Linked DNA regions of Capra hircus: region 2 is linked to region 1. A link is a contact called in public Hi-C data. All regions are on one chromosome and are shown on one strand. The core of a region is the stretch at or near the end of the contact, and the rest is flanking DNA. Distances in the headings are between cores, read along the strand shown. Region 1 holds the start of SSBP3 (single-stranded DNA-binding protein 3). Region 2 has its middle 38 kb from the start of ACOT11.

What was found. A called contact is a pair of places that touch in the nucleus more often than the background predicts.
Region 2: a Hi-C map of blood shows a contact between it and region 1, with 5 times the contacts expected there. The contact joins the enhancer-like site here to the promoter of SSBP3 in region 1. A contact is called at or near these places in 3 of 5 Hi-C or Micro-C datasets (blood and liver).

Annotation. Positions count from the first base shown.
Region 1 is chr3:28,942,308-28,949,887 of ARS1.2, reverse strand. It overlaps SSBP3 (single-stranded DNA-binding protein 3), which reads left to right and starts at 3,689. Exons shown (of 18, transcript XM_018044504.1): 1 at 3,689-4,142; 2 at 5,141-5,213; 3 at 5,436-5,497. The coding sequence starts at 4,087.
Region 2 is chr3:29,002,591-29,010,170 of ARS1.2, reverse strand. No RefSeq gene overlaps it. Among named protein-coding and RNA genes, the nearest start is that of ACOT11, 38 kb to the left of the region's middle. Within about 2 kb of position 4,635, at least 5 of the 5 cell types and tissues checked have an H3K27ac peak or open chromatin away from gene starts, as enhancers often do.

The sequences.
Region 1 (7,580 bases), core at 2,440-4,939:
AGCAGAGGGGCGGCCAACCAAAGGTCATGGTTAAGGAGAGGCAGAGGGGCTTCCAGGGGACCTCTGGCTCAGACCAGGAGCTCCTAGAGGGCATCCTGGGAAGGCTTTCCCAGGCTGAATTTTAGAATATTAGGAGTCTGTAACAGGAAGACGCTTGGGGGCAGAGGATTTCATAGCAGTGTAAGCTCCGTGGAATTTTGCCTGGTTTATTACCCACTTCCTAGAACAGTGCTCAGTACATAGTAGACGCTCAATCAACATGTCCTAAATGAAAAGATAGAAGGGAAAGAAAGAGGGAAGATGGGGGGAGGGAGGAATAGAGAGCAAGGAAGAACGAACAAGCCTGGGGAGGATGTGTAAAATAGCTTGGTGTATTCTGGGAACTGAAAGTACAGTACTTCCAAGCTGTTGTAGTTTAGGTGGTCGGGCAAAGCTGGAGGTGTGGTCCTATCTAATCTTACTGTTGGTGGTGTCCATTTCTTATTTCCTTACCTATGCCGGAGTGACTTTGGGGAATGGGATCACTTTTTCCTCTCTTGCTCCCTGTAGCCCCTGGTGTGGGCATGGAGTGTTAACTGCATACAGGTATTACACCTGGGCTGGGTGCTGGAGACACAGATGACTCAGAGCTGGTTCCTTCCCACTCCCCCACCACTACCTCTGGTTGGGGAGACAGACAGTAAACAAAAGGCTACAACAATGGGCAGAATGAACAGAGAGCTACTGGAGGTTAAGCAAAAAACTAGACCAAGCAGAGGGTTAAAGGGATTTGGGAGTGAAAAACAGGGAAGTTTTCATGGCGGAGGCACTGGTGGGGATGTAAGCCTTAAAGAATGATCAAAGAAGAGGGGTGGGGTGGGAGACACTCCAGGCAGAGAGACCAGGCCAGAGGAAGTGGTGGAAGATGGTGGGGGGGAAGGTCCATTGGGAGATATTAGGAGATCCAACAGAGAAAAGTAGCCTGGGGGAATGGATGGAGGACCTAAGTGAAGAGAGCCATTGCTCCCAAATTTCCAAGTTCTGCCCACCTGTCATGTTAGTCCCTCAGCTGCTCCACAGAGACAGTACCCTTCCTGGGTAGGGTGTTTGCTTCTGATCTGACTGCATTCTGGGTCATTGTGCTGGGGCTGCTGAGGGGTCCTGCTTCCTGCGAACCCATCAGTTCCCCTCTCTCCAGCAGGTTGGGAGGCTATGGCACCTGCCTTTCTCCATCTGCCTGGGCCCTCCTACTATCTCTTTTAGCTTCACCACCAACCTACCAACATTCTCTGTCAAGTTCCAGGGAAGGGCAGACCACAGGGACAGAGAGCCTGGCACAGGTTCCTCAAACGCATGCCACACCTGTTTTGGAAGGAGGTACTCGTCCTTTTTTTCAGGGTGGGGTGTGAGGAAAGAAAACTATAGAAAGGAAATCTTAGTGTCATAAAACATCAGACTCTAAAGAGATAGTAAAGAGCCCCCTTTCCCATTTGACAGATGAGGAAAATGATGCACAGAGATACCTGTGTTGCAACCCTGACTCTGACAAAGCATGGCCAACTTGATAGAGACAGGGCCAGAGAAGGGCAGTATTTTCCTTGAGCCAGGACCTAACCCACACTCATGATACTCATAATTTGTGGGCCTTGCAGACCCAAGATGAGTCAGGCTTCTTGTGAGTCAGTCTGTTGACAAGCCATTCCTGGCCATTCCTAGCCCATCAAAAATAGAAGTTCAGGGGAAGGGTATGAGCAGGACAATTTAATTAGTGTGGGCTCTAAGGTACCTTAAGTTAGCCCTATTAAATTAAACCGCCTGGGGGAAAAATAACTGTAATTATTTCCTTCTCTCCCCTATCGTTGTATTTCAACTCCCTCCCAACCTCCATGCTTCCCTCATTCACAAAACAACCTTTAAACTAGGAGCTAGCACACAGACAACCAGAGACTAGGAGTGTTTTCTTTTTTCTACCTCCTTTCCCTGCAAGCTCTAGGTCCCAGCAGAGAACAGAGTGCGTCCAGAGGCATTGGTAGGCCCTGGCTGTATTCTAATTTAGGGAAGCTGTTACACTGAGTAGAACATTATTCCAAAAATGCACCCAGAGTCTCCTTCCTGAACCAATGCCGTCTGTTTGCTGCAGGGGCATTTCTTTTTAAAGCCCCTTCTTCTCTCATCGACAAATCAAAATAAGCAAACTTTAATGGTAGTGAATTATCCCTTATTTTGTTGAATCTAGTTCTGAGTTTTCCTACTTGAAACATGTTTTCCCCAGGACACTGACCTATCCTTTAATTGTTTGGTGCGAGGCATGTTAGGGGGAGGGGCGTTACTTGTTTATTGGAACAGCGCAGTTAAAAAAAAAAAAAATCAACCTAGGCTAACAGTTTCAAGGCTCCCCTAAAGATGTATCCAAACAGGCAGCCAATCAGCGCTTACACAGCTTTTTCTGCTAGACTCTTTTAAAGAGACAGTGTTTTATCCCATTTAAAGAGAACCGCGCTCTAAAAACAGTCTGAAAATGGGGGAGTCTTGCCCTGTTTGGTTGGTTTCTCGTCATAAGAGTGTCTAATGAGGGACACTCAGTGTGTCCTCGGGTTCTCGGCGTGGGCAAAAAGGAGTCAGGAGCAAATAGCTGGGTCACTCTGCCAGCCCCCTTCAATTTCCCATTGTACACCTGGGTCACTGACAATGGAAGCTTCCCCTCCCCCCACGGCTGGCTCTCGTACCCCACTCCCCAATTTAGCTCCATTTATTTGAAGTTTGCAGATTTCTGTGGCGCGTATTCCGCGCAGCGGGGCGCCCAGGTGACAGCCCCCTCTACCCTGGAATGGCACCATCTCTCCCGGAGAAGCCGAGGGGCTAACTTGCTAGGGCGGGCAGACCTTGGAAATTTGGGAGCAATCACTCTCCCTTCTCTTAGCCCAAGTCTTCAGTCCCTTCCCCCAGGTTCCCCAAAGCAGGCCAAGGGCCATTTTCGCGCGACTCCACTTTGGGGTTTTCCAAAGTATTTTAATGATCTAGTAAAGGAGCAGCCGCGCGCCTCGGCGCCGGCTCAAGCCGCCCAGCTCCCAGCGTGGAATCCCGGGCCCTGCGCACCGAAGCCAGACTAGGCGAGAGGGAGGACCACGGGCGGGGCGGCCAAGGGTGGGGGCGAGTGGGAGTCTGGGGAGGGGGTCGGGGTCGGAGCCCACGGGAAGGGCAGGCGAGGGGGAGGGGGAGATCAGGGCTGGGCTGGCGCGGGCTGAGGCTGGGGGAGGTGAGGGGCAGATAAGGGAGAGGGACGTGGCGGGAGGGAGCCGGCGGTGCTCGGCTCAGGGGTCCGCGCCCCCTCCCCTCCGACTATGCCGCAGAGCCCCCCGCCCCCCACCCGCTCCCCAGCGGTCCACGCCGCGGAGACCGCGGGTCGGACCCCCTCTTCGCGGGTGCCAGGAGACTAGAGCTCCCCCTTCTCGATTCGCGTCCTCTCCCTACATCTAGAGAAAACAGAGGCTCGCGCCCGCGGACACCCCCAGTTCGCCCGCAGAAGCAGGGACAGCGGCTCCTCGGCGGCGGCCTCAGCGGGGACTGCCGCGGCCGGGCGCTGACAGGGCGTCCCTCCCGGGCCGCCCTGGGCCCGCCCCCGCGCGCAGATTGGCCGAGGCGCCAATCAATCGCGGGACGTTGACGCCCGCCTCGATCCCTCGCCGGGGTAGCCACGTTCGGTTGAGCTCCAAGTAGACCAGCGGCGGCGGCGGCGGCAGCGGTGCAGGAGGCGCAGAGGGCGGCTGCAGGCGGAGCCGGGCGGGCGGGCGCGCGAGCGAGCCAGCGGGCAGCCGGGCCGGCGGGCGAGCGGCGGCGGCGGCGGCACCGGCACTCCAGGCCGAGCCGGCGCGGGAGGAGTTCCAGGGCGATGGGGCCGCGGCCGGGGCTGACGCTTTGACAGCTGGAAAGAGCGCGGAGCCAGCGCCTGGGGGGGAGGGAGGGGAGCGCGGCGAGGAGAGCGCGAGCGAGTGTGCGAGCGAGCGCCGGGGAGGGGCCGGGAGCGAGGGGGCAGCTCGGGAGCAGCCGGAGCGGTAGCGGCGGCGGCGGCGGCGGCGAGGAGGCTCGGCGTCCTCTTCTCTGCAAACCATGTTTGCCAAAGGCAAAGGCTCGGCGGTGCCCTCGGACGGGCAGGCTCGGGAAAAGTAAGCCCTATTTTCCAAGTGGCGGCCGCGCCGCTGCCGGGCTGCGGGCGGGTGGTGGGAGGCAGGTGGGCGGGCGGGGGCTGCTGCGCTCCGGGCCCCGGCGCCGCCAGCCTGGCCCCTTCCCGAGGCCGCGGCGGGCGGCGTGGGAGAGCCCATTGTTGGGAGCCGGCTGAGGTTGGGGCGTCGGGGGGCGCCGCCGGGGAGGGGGCATTTGGTGGCCCCGGGGCGTGCCGGGCGCGGGGCCCCGCGGAGAGGGGTGGGCGAGGTCCTGCGAGCCAGCCGGGGCATCCGCCCCGGCCGGGGAGCTCGCGGCGGTGACCGCACTTTGCCCACCGGGCGCGAGCAGGGGGCGCGTGGCTTCTTGCAGCCCCGAAGGCTCCTTTTGTCCGCCCGCGGCTTGAGGAGTGCGTGGCGGGGGCTTTGTTCGGCCAGGAGCGCTCTGCCTTCCCTGCCCTCGGCCCCACCGCCGGCCCCGCGCCCTCCTGGGCGCCGGGCTGGGCAGGGACAGCGGCGCCGGCTTGGCCCTAGCTTGGGGGACAGTTGTTTTGGGGGGAGGTGGTGAGGGCGGCGCTTTGCTGCCCTCTCCAGAGCGCGGAGCACCCCGGAGTCCAGGACTGAGTCTCCCCGGACCCTCAAAACTGGGGAGAGGGTGGGTTGGTGGCAAGGAGTAGGTCGGGAAAAGAAGCGAGGCTCTGGGGTCGGGCGGTTTGCGAGTTTGAGAGACCTAGGTGGGTTTGGTCCCGACGCTACTTGGAAGTTCAAGTTCGGGGGCTGCTCTTCAGCCCCCGCGGCTTGAAGTAAACGCGTCTCCTGGTACCCACCCCCTAATTGCTCGAACCCTTGGCCCCAGGCAGGACCGAGCTAGCTGCTCACCTCTGGTCGGGGCCACAATGGGACAGCACGGACAGGGTTGGAAGCCGGCTGGTACGGTCCAGGAGCGAGCACCAGTGTGATCTGACGCCTTCCCTCTCTCTCTGTGCCCCCTGCCCACTCTCCAGGTTAGCTTTATATGTCTACGAATATTTACTGCACGTAGGAGCACAGAAGTCTGCACAGACCTTCTTGTCAGAGGTGAGTGGGACTCCCCCAGTCATCCAGTTCTTGACACCCCCTCCTCCCCATCGTTCTTAAAGCCTTTGTTTTCTGGAACAGCCACTGTGGCCACCATTTTGAATTTTTATCACCTTTTGGCATTTATTGTTAGTTGGTCTTCACAGCCTTTTGGCTCCGGGAAGCCCCCAGCCCACCCCTTCCTTCTGCTGCCCTGAGCTGTCTCTGTTCTCTCCATTCTAGATTCGATGGGAAAAAAACATCACGTTGGGAGAACCGCCTGGGTTTTTGCACTCGTGGTGGTGGTAAGTTTGTGATAGTTTTGTGTGTGTGTGTGTGTGTGTGTGTTTTGTTCTGAGCCCCCCGGGGTCCAAGTGAACAAAGACAGGGGGTCTGGAGCAGGCTCCCTGTGCTTTAGTCCTCAGCATGGTAGAGAGCAGGGCGCCTCTGGGCCCTCAGACCAGGACTGGCAGAGAAGGGAAAGGGCAGCAGAGGTCGATGCATAAAGTTTCTGCTTCCTATTTTCCCACTGGTGAGAACCTACTAATCATGCCTGGTGTTGCAATAGAAATGCCTTCCTTTTACATCTCACTCTGAAGCAGTAAGCATGGACTTGGAAAAAACCTGAAAGGATTTTTGTCAATTCTGCATGCTGCTTTAATTAGAGGGAGTGGGGGTGGGGCAGGACCGGTGGCTGGGATACCAGGTCTGTTTTACAACTGGCCTGTCCCTTCCTTTTTCCTCTATAAGTGAAACTTTGAGAGAAAGATCCATGGGTACCTTTTCCAGGCACCCTGAGAAAGAGCAAGAGGAGGCTGCCACTTCCTTTAAAGATACTAATTCAGACTGACTGGATGTTCCCGCCCTCAAGCCCCCACCCCTCTAAATAGCCCTAGAACCTCCAGGTTTCATTTTACTGAGACCTGGCATATGCCTGTCGTTGGTAGTTGGGGGCTGTTTCTGTGACCCTCTCCCCAGGCCCCTGGGCCCTGCCTGCCTGGGACCACCAGAGATCCGCTCCTGGTTTGCAGCCCCCCAGGAGGGAGGCTTAGGTTTAGCAGGAGCAGTTGCTTTGAGTAAGACTTGGGTGTTTTGTGAGACCGATCGGTGGAGTCTTTGACATCTTTTTCAAAAGGAAAAGAGAGCAGAGTGGTTTTTGATATTTTGCTGCAGTTCAGTGCCCCCATCTTGGGATCTTAGCACTTTTACCTGACCGCCAGCTCGGGTTACTGTTTCAAGTGTCTTTGAGATGCAGGGGGATGAAGTGTCTGTTCTAACTTGCTGCAGAGAAGATGAGTTTTTAATTACTTCTGCCAACCTCGCAACTGCAGAGTTGGAGGCGTTTGGTGTGGTGTAAGGATTCTACCTGTAGGAGTGGGTGGCCGGTCTTCTGTGCTTTTGTTTTCCGAGAGAAGTTGTGTGGCTGGGGCTGGCCGGTCTGGCCACCTCGGACTTTGCAGACACTTAGGCTTATGAGTAAAAATTACTCAGAAGGGGCCAGGGAGTTTGTCGTGTTAGAAATGTAGCATGTAGAGAAAGTTAATCAAATATGTGCAGCCTCAGAGCACAGAAAGGAATGTTCTGCTGTTAGTAGGAGTAGACTGTCCTCCCTCTACAGTTAATAAAAGTCCCCGATTATCCTGTTCTGTGCTTAATCACTGCACCGCCCGCCCCCCCCCCCCCCCCCCCATATACAACTTCTCCAACCTTATCTCTGCCTTGGGAACTAGAGTGTGTCGTGCCGGGCTCCGGCAGTGGGGACTCTGTGATTTGACACCGGGCAGATGACCACAGCCTTTGGAGTGGGAGGAAGCGGTGGAGCGGATCTGAAGAGGGCCAGGCTGCGTTCCTCGCGCACCTGGAGTGAGATGCTTGTCCGCTGACAGATAGAACTGGCAGTTGAGATGGTTTCTTCTGGGCTGGCTGTTTATAATGACGACAGGAGCTCTGATCCAGGAGTCAGACCTCTGCTCTGGTGCACACTTTACCCTTCAGGCGAGTTCCTATCCCTGGGCCTCGGGCTCTTGACCTGGAGAGGGTTTCTAAGGCTTCTTGTTGATACCACTGATGACCTCATGTTTGTATAGGGTTTTGTTGGTTGACAAAGGATTTGTCTGTCTGTTTTCACATAATGCAAAGGGTTGGGGTGACCATACAGAAATCACAGAGGGGAGTTAGGCTGGGAAATCTCCCCCCAACCCTGCTTTTGCTGGACAAGTGGCTGTCTGAGGGGGGGTGGGCTTTATGTCATTGTAGAAAAACAAGATACTTGATCATCCATAACCTCACCTTTGGGTGATGGATTTATGTTCTTGGATGGGCAGGGGAGGAATTGTTTTTATATAGGAATGCCTTGGGGGAGGGCCTAGGTGAGAGTATGGGTGAGCT
Region 2 (7,580 bases), core at 3,386-5,885, 59 kb before region 1:
CTGAGTCAGTTTCCCATCTACAAAATGAGGTAATGTCAACCTTATAGGGCTGTGGTAGGAGGTAAAAGTAATATGACAAGTGGCCAGCACAGTGCCTGGCACACAGCAGGCAAGCAGTTAACTATTCTTCACAAGTAGCCTGTATCCAGTTTTCTTTTTTTTTTTTCCAGTTTTCAATCACAAAAACTTAAATGAGCATCTACTCTGTGCCCTGTGTACATATGGCCTGGAGACTCAGGGAAAACCAAAACTGGAGGCTGCTAGCTTCCTACTGGGGCTTTCCAGGCAGCTTAGTGGTAAAAAAATCCACCTGCCAATGCAGGAGATGCAGTTTCCATCCCTGGGTTGGGAAGATCCCCTGGAGGAGGAAATGGCAACACACTCCAGTATTCTTTCCTGGAGAGTCCCCATGAACAGAGGAGCCTGGCGTGCTGCAGTCCAGGGGGTTGCAAAGAGCTGGACATGACTGAGGACCCACGCACACAGCCTCCATGGATTTTTTTTTTTTTTTTTTTTGGCTGCATATAGGATCTTAGTTCCTCAATCAAAGATTGAACCTGCATTGGAAGTGTGGCGTCTTAACCACTGGGCCACCGGCGAAGTCTCTCTCCTAAGGATTATTAAACTATACTCAGACAGATGCTGTGACAAAAGCAAGCACAAGGAACAACGAAGTTTGAAAGGAGGAACCCAGGTCAGCTTTGGGGATAAAAGAGGGCTTCCCAGAGGGAGTAATGCCTGAGAGGCATCTTGAAACAGCTAACAGTTGGACTTCCCTGGTGGTAGTGGTTAAGACTGCATTTCCACTGCAGGGGACACAGGTTCGATACCTGATCAGGGAACTAGAATCCCAAATGCTGCGCAGTCAAAAAAAAAAAATATTTAACAGGTGAACGACAGTAGGATTCCAGGCAGAGCAAATGGTGTGGGTACCGCTCTGACGGTTGGTGGGAACACAGTCTATCGGGGGAAATGCAGATAACTCAGTTGGCTGGAGTAATGGGAGTATGAGGGTTCTGCTGTGGTGAGTTGCAGAGGCCAGCAAGGGCCTTGAATGCCATGCAAAGCAGAGGGCTTGCCCCTCAGGACAGCAAGGAGCCAAGGAAGATGTTGAGAGCAGGAATTAACAGGTGTGTATTTTAGAACGTCCTCACTGGGATCTCTTCATTCCGCTCTGACCCGGTTTATTCTTTATCTGCCTTAGTCTGCGAGCTCCTTGCTGTCCAGCCCAGGGCTCAGCAACCTCTCCAGGCTCCCTAGGGACTGGATGTGACAATCACAGCTCCTCAGGCCCGCACACAAGGACCACCCGGATCTGACTCCCTCTCCAGTCGCATCTCTTCCCCACTGTCCTCTCCCTTACATTTCAGCCACGCCATCTTCGGTTTCATTAAAGGTCATGCTCCCTCATGTCTTGCGCTTGCCCGTGCTGTTGCCTATTCCTGCCATTCCCTCTCCCTGAATGAACTGTCTCCCCTTTAGCTCTGTTTATCTGGCTAATTCCTACTTCTCCCTTGGGACTCAGCACAAGGATCACCTCCTTCAGGGAGCCTTCCCTGATTTCCCCCCAGACTGAGTGACAGGTCTCTTAAGACACCATTCTGCCAACCATCATTACACCACTATGCTTTCTGCAGGGAAGGCTGGTTCACCTCAGTATCTCCAAGCCCTGGCAGGACCTCACAGTGACAGCCTGTGCAAGTCTAAGGAGCAGGGCAGGCTCCGGAGGTCACATGTAGTGTCGTCCGACTCTTTGTGACCCCAAGGACTCCTTTGTCCATGGGGGTTCTCCAGGCAAGAGTACTGGAGTAGATTGCCATGCCCTTCTCCAGGGGATCTTCCCAACCCTGGGATCGAACCCAGGTCTCCCGCATTGCAGGTGGATTCTTTACCATCTGAGCCACCAGGGACGCCCACATGCATGTATCACTAAGACACAAAAGATGCATCTGAGAGAAATAAAATGAGATGGTCAAGGTGGAAAGGCCTAGATCATGGAGGGTCTCACCAGCCTGCAGCTGATCCACAGGGCAGGGAAACGCAGGGCATAGACAGAAGCAGCATGGGAATATGTGCTTTGTGGTTCAGAAGGCTTGGTGGAGGGGCCAGTTTCAAGCCCCCTGGATACCAGCAAGCTGGCAGATTAAGATGGTGGCTAAGAGATGTGGAGAAGGGAACAACTGGAGAGATATTTAAGGGGAGAAAGGACCAGACTTGGTGCCTGATTGTTCGTGGGCGGCAAGGGAGAGAGAGGAGTGGAAAGGACTCCCTGTGCAGCTCCTCGAATCTCTAGGGAGAGAGGAAGGAGGCCAGCAGCCAGCTCGGACACCAGTCACCTTGGACACAAATAACCTCTAGGGACTCTGCCCCTGCTGAGCCGAGCTGCTACCTCTGACAATGTCTCCCCAACACACACACACACACACACACACACACACACACACACACCCCTCCCCAACACACACACACACACACACACACACCCACCCCTGTTTTCCCAAGGGGTTGACTGGACGCTCTGCTGGCTCCTTGCCCACTGCTCCCTCCCGCAGTCTGCTCTGCGCCAGCCAGGAGGGGAGGGAAGGGGAGGGGCAGCCGCAGAAGCCCTGCCGGAAGGGAGGAAGGGCGGGCTCAAGAAGCCAGCCCAGCCGACCCCCAACTGAGGAGCAAGGGAGAGCCGAGGAGAGAGGGTGAGACAGACAAAAGACAAGGAGAAGCAGTACAGCAGCTCTGAACACTGGAGATACAAGATGCCTTTCTGTTCCTCTTGCTTGCCCACTCCCCATTTTAGAGATGGGGAAACTGAGGCCCAGAGACAGCAACAGTTTAGGAACCTACAACTCAGGTTTCAGCAGACCCACACTCTTCTGTTGGAGCCCCTCGGCCTGGAGCAGCCACTTACACGCTGGTCTGGTAGGAATGGGTGTTGAGCACCACAGCCATCCCCCCAAATGAAGAGCTGACCAGCTAGTTGAGTCTATGGTTCAAGTCCCTCCAAGTCCCCATAGTATAGAGAGCTGGACTGAAAGACAGGGGACTTGAGTTCTCACCCTGCTGTAGGACTGATTTTTCATCTGTAAATGTCCTATACTGCCTCTGATAAACCTCTCTACAAGGTTTACAAGAGCCACTAAGGGATGAAGGAAGACTGTGAATTCAAAAACCCCACAGGACCCCAGAAGGATTGGGTGCAAAACCATGTCCCTGAGCAAATCGCTCCCCTCTCTGGGACTCAGTTTCCTTAACTGCACAAAAAGGGTACCAGATTCATTGATATTAAAAGGCCCATTCCACCACTGGAAGCCAGTAGGATGCACCCAGTCTGCCAAAGTTTTAGATTCTAGAGCAAACACAAAACCTCACCATCGCATCTTCCCCGCCCCTAGAACGGGTGCTTGGAAGCCCTCTTCAGGCCTGTCACCGGTCACCGGGGGAGTTATTGTCGCCCCTGCCCAGGTACCATTGACTCCGTCCTTAAGGCCCCTCGCCGCCCCGGCTGCAAACTTACTGCAGTGGCCCCTAGGGGGCAGTGTTGCCCCGAACTTGGGCCGCCGCAGCTGCTGCCCCCGCCCCAACGGGCGCCGGGAGAATACTTGAGTTCTGGGAATGTTTGACACCCCCCGGCACACACACCGCCCCCCGCGGCCAGCCCCAGTCCTGGGGGCTCCCGCGCTGCCCACAGCCCGGGTGCGGACTTACTGCTAGCGCCCCCCCACACCCCCCACCTCTCCCAGCAAAATATTTCGCAAGGACAAGGCTTCTATTTTTGTTTTTTCGCAGGAGTAGAGAACAGGTATTGGTCTCAGGCTGCTCGCGCGGACTAGGATGTCTCTGTGTTCAGAGATCTGAGGGAGAAATCTGAGGGGAGAGGAGGCTTGTTTTCCCAAGAACCTGTCAGCTGTTTCCCCCGTCACTCCCGCATCCCTTTGATAAGGGGTTGGCAGGCATGCACCCCCGTACCTCCTTCTCCACGGGTCCCCCAACCCCGCCAGGAAGCGCCCCGGGGTAGAGGGTGTGGGCTGCAGGGTCCGACCTCGCCTTCTCCAGCTCAAGCCCAGGCCCAGGGACCGGGGCACAGGCCGAGCTTGAGGGGCTGGGTTTGGGGGGTGACTTCTGCTGTCTCCCCAGCCTCAGATGTGAGCAGCAAAGTCAGGGTGAAGACGGTGAAGGGGAAACGGAGGGAAAATCCCACTCAAGTTTGGTCCAACGGTTTAATGGAAGTGGGGGGGAGTAGGAAGAATTTAAAAGCCCCGAACCCACAAAGCAGACTTTTTTAAAAAAAATTATAATTGAAAACATCTCGGAGTAAGGGCCGCCAGGAGCGGGCCAGCTCCCCCCGCCCCATCCCCCTCTCCTGCTCCCCGGAGTCCGATGAAGTCATGATAAGTAGGCTGCAAAAAAAAAAAAAGTGGGGGGGGTGGTTTGCAGGGGCTGGGGGCACAGGGGTCCCAGGCTGGGGCCCCGCGCGGACACAGTTTGGATACTATGGTTACGCGATCCGACCCAAACAGCGAAGGCGGACAACAATAGCGGCCGCCAGAGGAGGAAATTCCTTCCGGGGTGGACGGCGCGGGGGGAGGGGCGCCTGGCTGGAACGCCGAGGCGGTGGCTCGGCCAATCAGCGCTCGGCCGCCGGCGGTTTCAAGGTGCCCCGCGCCGCGCGCCCCCGCCCCCCCGCGCGCTCCGCTTGGGCGCTGGAATTGCTGAGACGTTTCCCTGCACGCGCCCTGGTAACCCTGCGGGGGCTGCTGCTCAAGCCGACCCCCTCCCTAGCCCTTCTCCCCGCCCCCCGCCGGAGCCCACCGCCCCGGGAAGACTGAGTGTTCTGCTCCCTGAGTTGCTTGCACTTGAGGGAGATGGGGGTGGAAAACATCCCTCCAAACTACCCCTTTCTGTGGGGTTGGTTACTGCACAAGCCTGTTTTCTATTTTAAAGCATGTCTCAAGAAAAAATGAGAGAGGGGAGAGAGAACAGGGAGAGCGAAGATCCACCCCAACTCAAGAAGCCTGGGAGGCTCTGACCCCTGCCTGCCTGGCCGCAGGGGCTGTTACATAATAAGTTGGGTTATTGATATTGGCGGCCCTGGCCGGGCATCTGGCATGCAGAGATCCAAGGGCAGAGTTGGCATTTAGAAAAGCCCCCCTCCCCCTTTCAGTGACCGTTACCTGCTTTATAAAGGACCAGCGGAACCAGGGGCTCACCTCAGCCGGTGTCTGGGCAATTTACGTGGTGCCCATGGTGTGACCGTGCCCACTGCTACCCCCACCTACCAGGGATTCTGTGCCTAAGTCCCCCTCCTTCAGAATCCCCGGACTGGCTCTTTCCCTGTCGCCAGGCCCTCCACGGTGCCTCCTGCTTTCCTGCCAAGTACCCAAAGCCGGCATCCTGGGCACTCAGAGCACCGAGCTGGTCCCGTTCCTTTTTTAAGCGGAACCAGGTTTCTGCTCTCTGGTGTTTCCTAGCTCGGAACACCACTCTGAGGAGGAGTAGATACCTTTTCTTATTCATTGCCTACTGAGAGATTCACTTCTCTGGAAGGCTCTAACATTCAAAAAGTATTAGCCTCTCTCTCCCACTCTTTCTCTCCCTCTCTTCATATATAATGGGGATAGCCCTAATTCTCCAGTTCTTCGTGTGTCTCTATAAATAAATAATGAGATTTTATTAATTATGCACGTATAGTATCTGCAAGCAGATTGCTCTGTCTCTTGATGCTTAATAATATTTTAAAAATGGAAGAAACTTCCACACTGAAGCTAGGTATTTGGGGTTTTTTCCCTTCCCTTCAAGCAAACAAAAACTTCAAGGGGCCATATGTCCTCCAAGGAGAGGCGAGGAAGGCAGAAAGTTGGGGAGTGCAAGACAGGGAGGGATTAAAGGGGGTCTCTCTGCAGATTTTCAAGGCAGCTGAAGGCAAATTTCAAGTAGCCTGCTTCATGTTTGTGATTGAGCTGCTGGTCTGAAAACATACCAAGGTTCACTTGGGCGTTTGTGTGTTAGCGGGATGGGCAGCTGTTAATAGTAAACAGGAAACCAGCAAGAAGAGAGCTGGCTGCAGCCCAGTCCCTCTCTCAATTCCGCACCCCTTCTCAGAGCCCCCAAACCCTTGAGCTCTGGAAACACACTTGGTTTCTGGGAATTGTGCATCAGTTAATTTCTGGGTGCCCAACACAACTCCTGGCACATAGTAAGGGTTCGAAAAAACGTTTGCACATTGAACAAATGGAGCATGGAGAACATATCCAGGGTTGGGGAGTGGTTGCACAGAGGCCGGGGCTAGGTCTTGGGGCACTATGCCTTGAAGGCATAACAGTTGGAGCTTCAGTCCTCAGACAGTGGGGGAGGGACTCGCCCCTCCAATTTTGTCGTCCAGGAAGTGACAGAGCCGAGCTGAGCATTGAAAAACTAATCTGAGTGAGGGAGACCAGAGAGAGGTGCAGATACAGGAACCATCAGGCAGAGTCCATATGGCCAGAGAGAAAGGATACAGAGGTAGCCTCCTATCTTTAGCATGTGGAAATGAGGCAGTGGGAGGGGTCAGAGGTGAGCTTTGATTCAAAACGTTCTAGTTCCTGATCTGAATAGCAAGCCTATGGAAATAGAGATTTAAAGGGTGCAGACATGAAGTGTAAGGACTCCTATAGAACAGGCTTCCCTCGTAGCTCAGTTGGTAAAGAATCTGCCTGCAGTGCAGGACACCGGGGTTCAATTCCTGGGTTGGGAAGATCCTCTGGAGAAGGAAATGGCAACCCACTCTGGTATTCTTGCCTGGAGGATCCCATGGACAGAGAAACCTGGAGGGCTATAGTCCATGGGGTCACAAGAGTTGGGCACAACTTAGTGTCTAAACCACCACCACCAGAACAGGCACCTTAGACTGAAATTTTAAAAGCAGACAAAAAAAGAGATCCCAGAGGAGGCACGCATCATTAATTGTCCATTGGACTGTCCAAGGAATTATCATTTGGGACCCAGAGATCCCAAGAGATCAGGGGCTAATCGCGGGCAGAGGGTGGTTGGTTTCCACAGCAGGACCAGTTGCTAGCACACCACCCCACATCTTTTGCCTCCTTCTCAAGTTATTTGCACAACACCCGCCTTGCAGGAGAGAAACAATTTTCTCACCCAGCCCAAAGCAGACCAAGGCTTCCTACAAAAGGGTTAATTAAACTGGGTATGTGTTGCGCAAGTTGAAAAAAAATTTTTTTCAAGGGAGAAGTTCTGGATGACATTTCTTCTGCCTGTGAGAGGTCTATATATCACCAAGGAGTTAAAACATAAAAATAAAATTGTGCTGGCTGAGGTTACCACAAAGCTATCAAGCTGGGTCTTGTTGCCGGAGTCCTGGCATCTGCTGTGTAATTTGGGGAGCACTTACTCTCCCAACCATGGGTGGGGGCAGCTGTCTGACTTCTCTCTTTGTATCCTCTTAATTAAAAGGGACCAGGATCCCTTACCACATGTGTTAAAGGACATCTCTTGTGCCAAGGAAAGGCAAGGAGATGAAGATGCTATGGGTACTCGGGATGCAGGGAGATGGTACCAGGATCCAACATGAACCCTCCCTGCCACCCTCACCC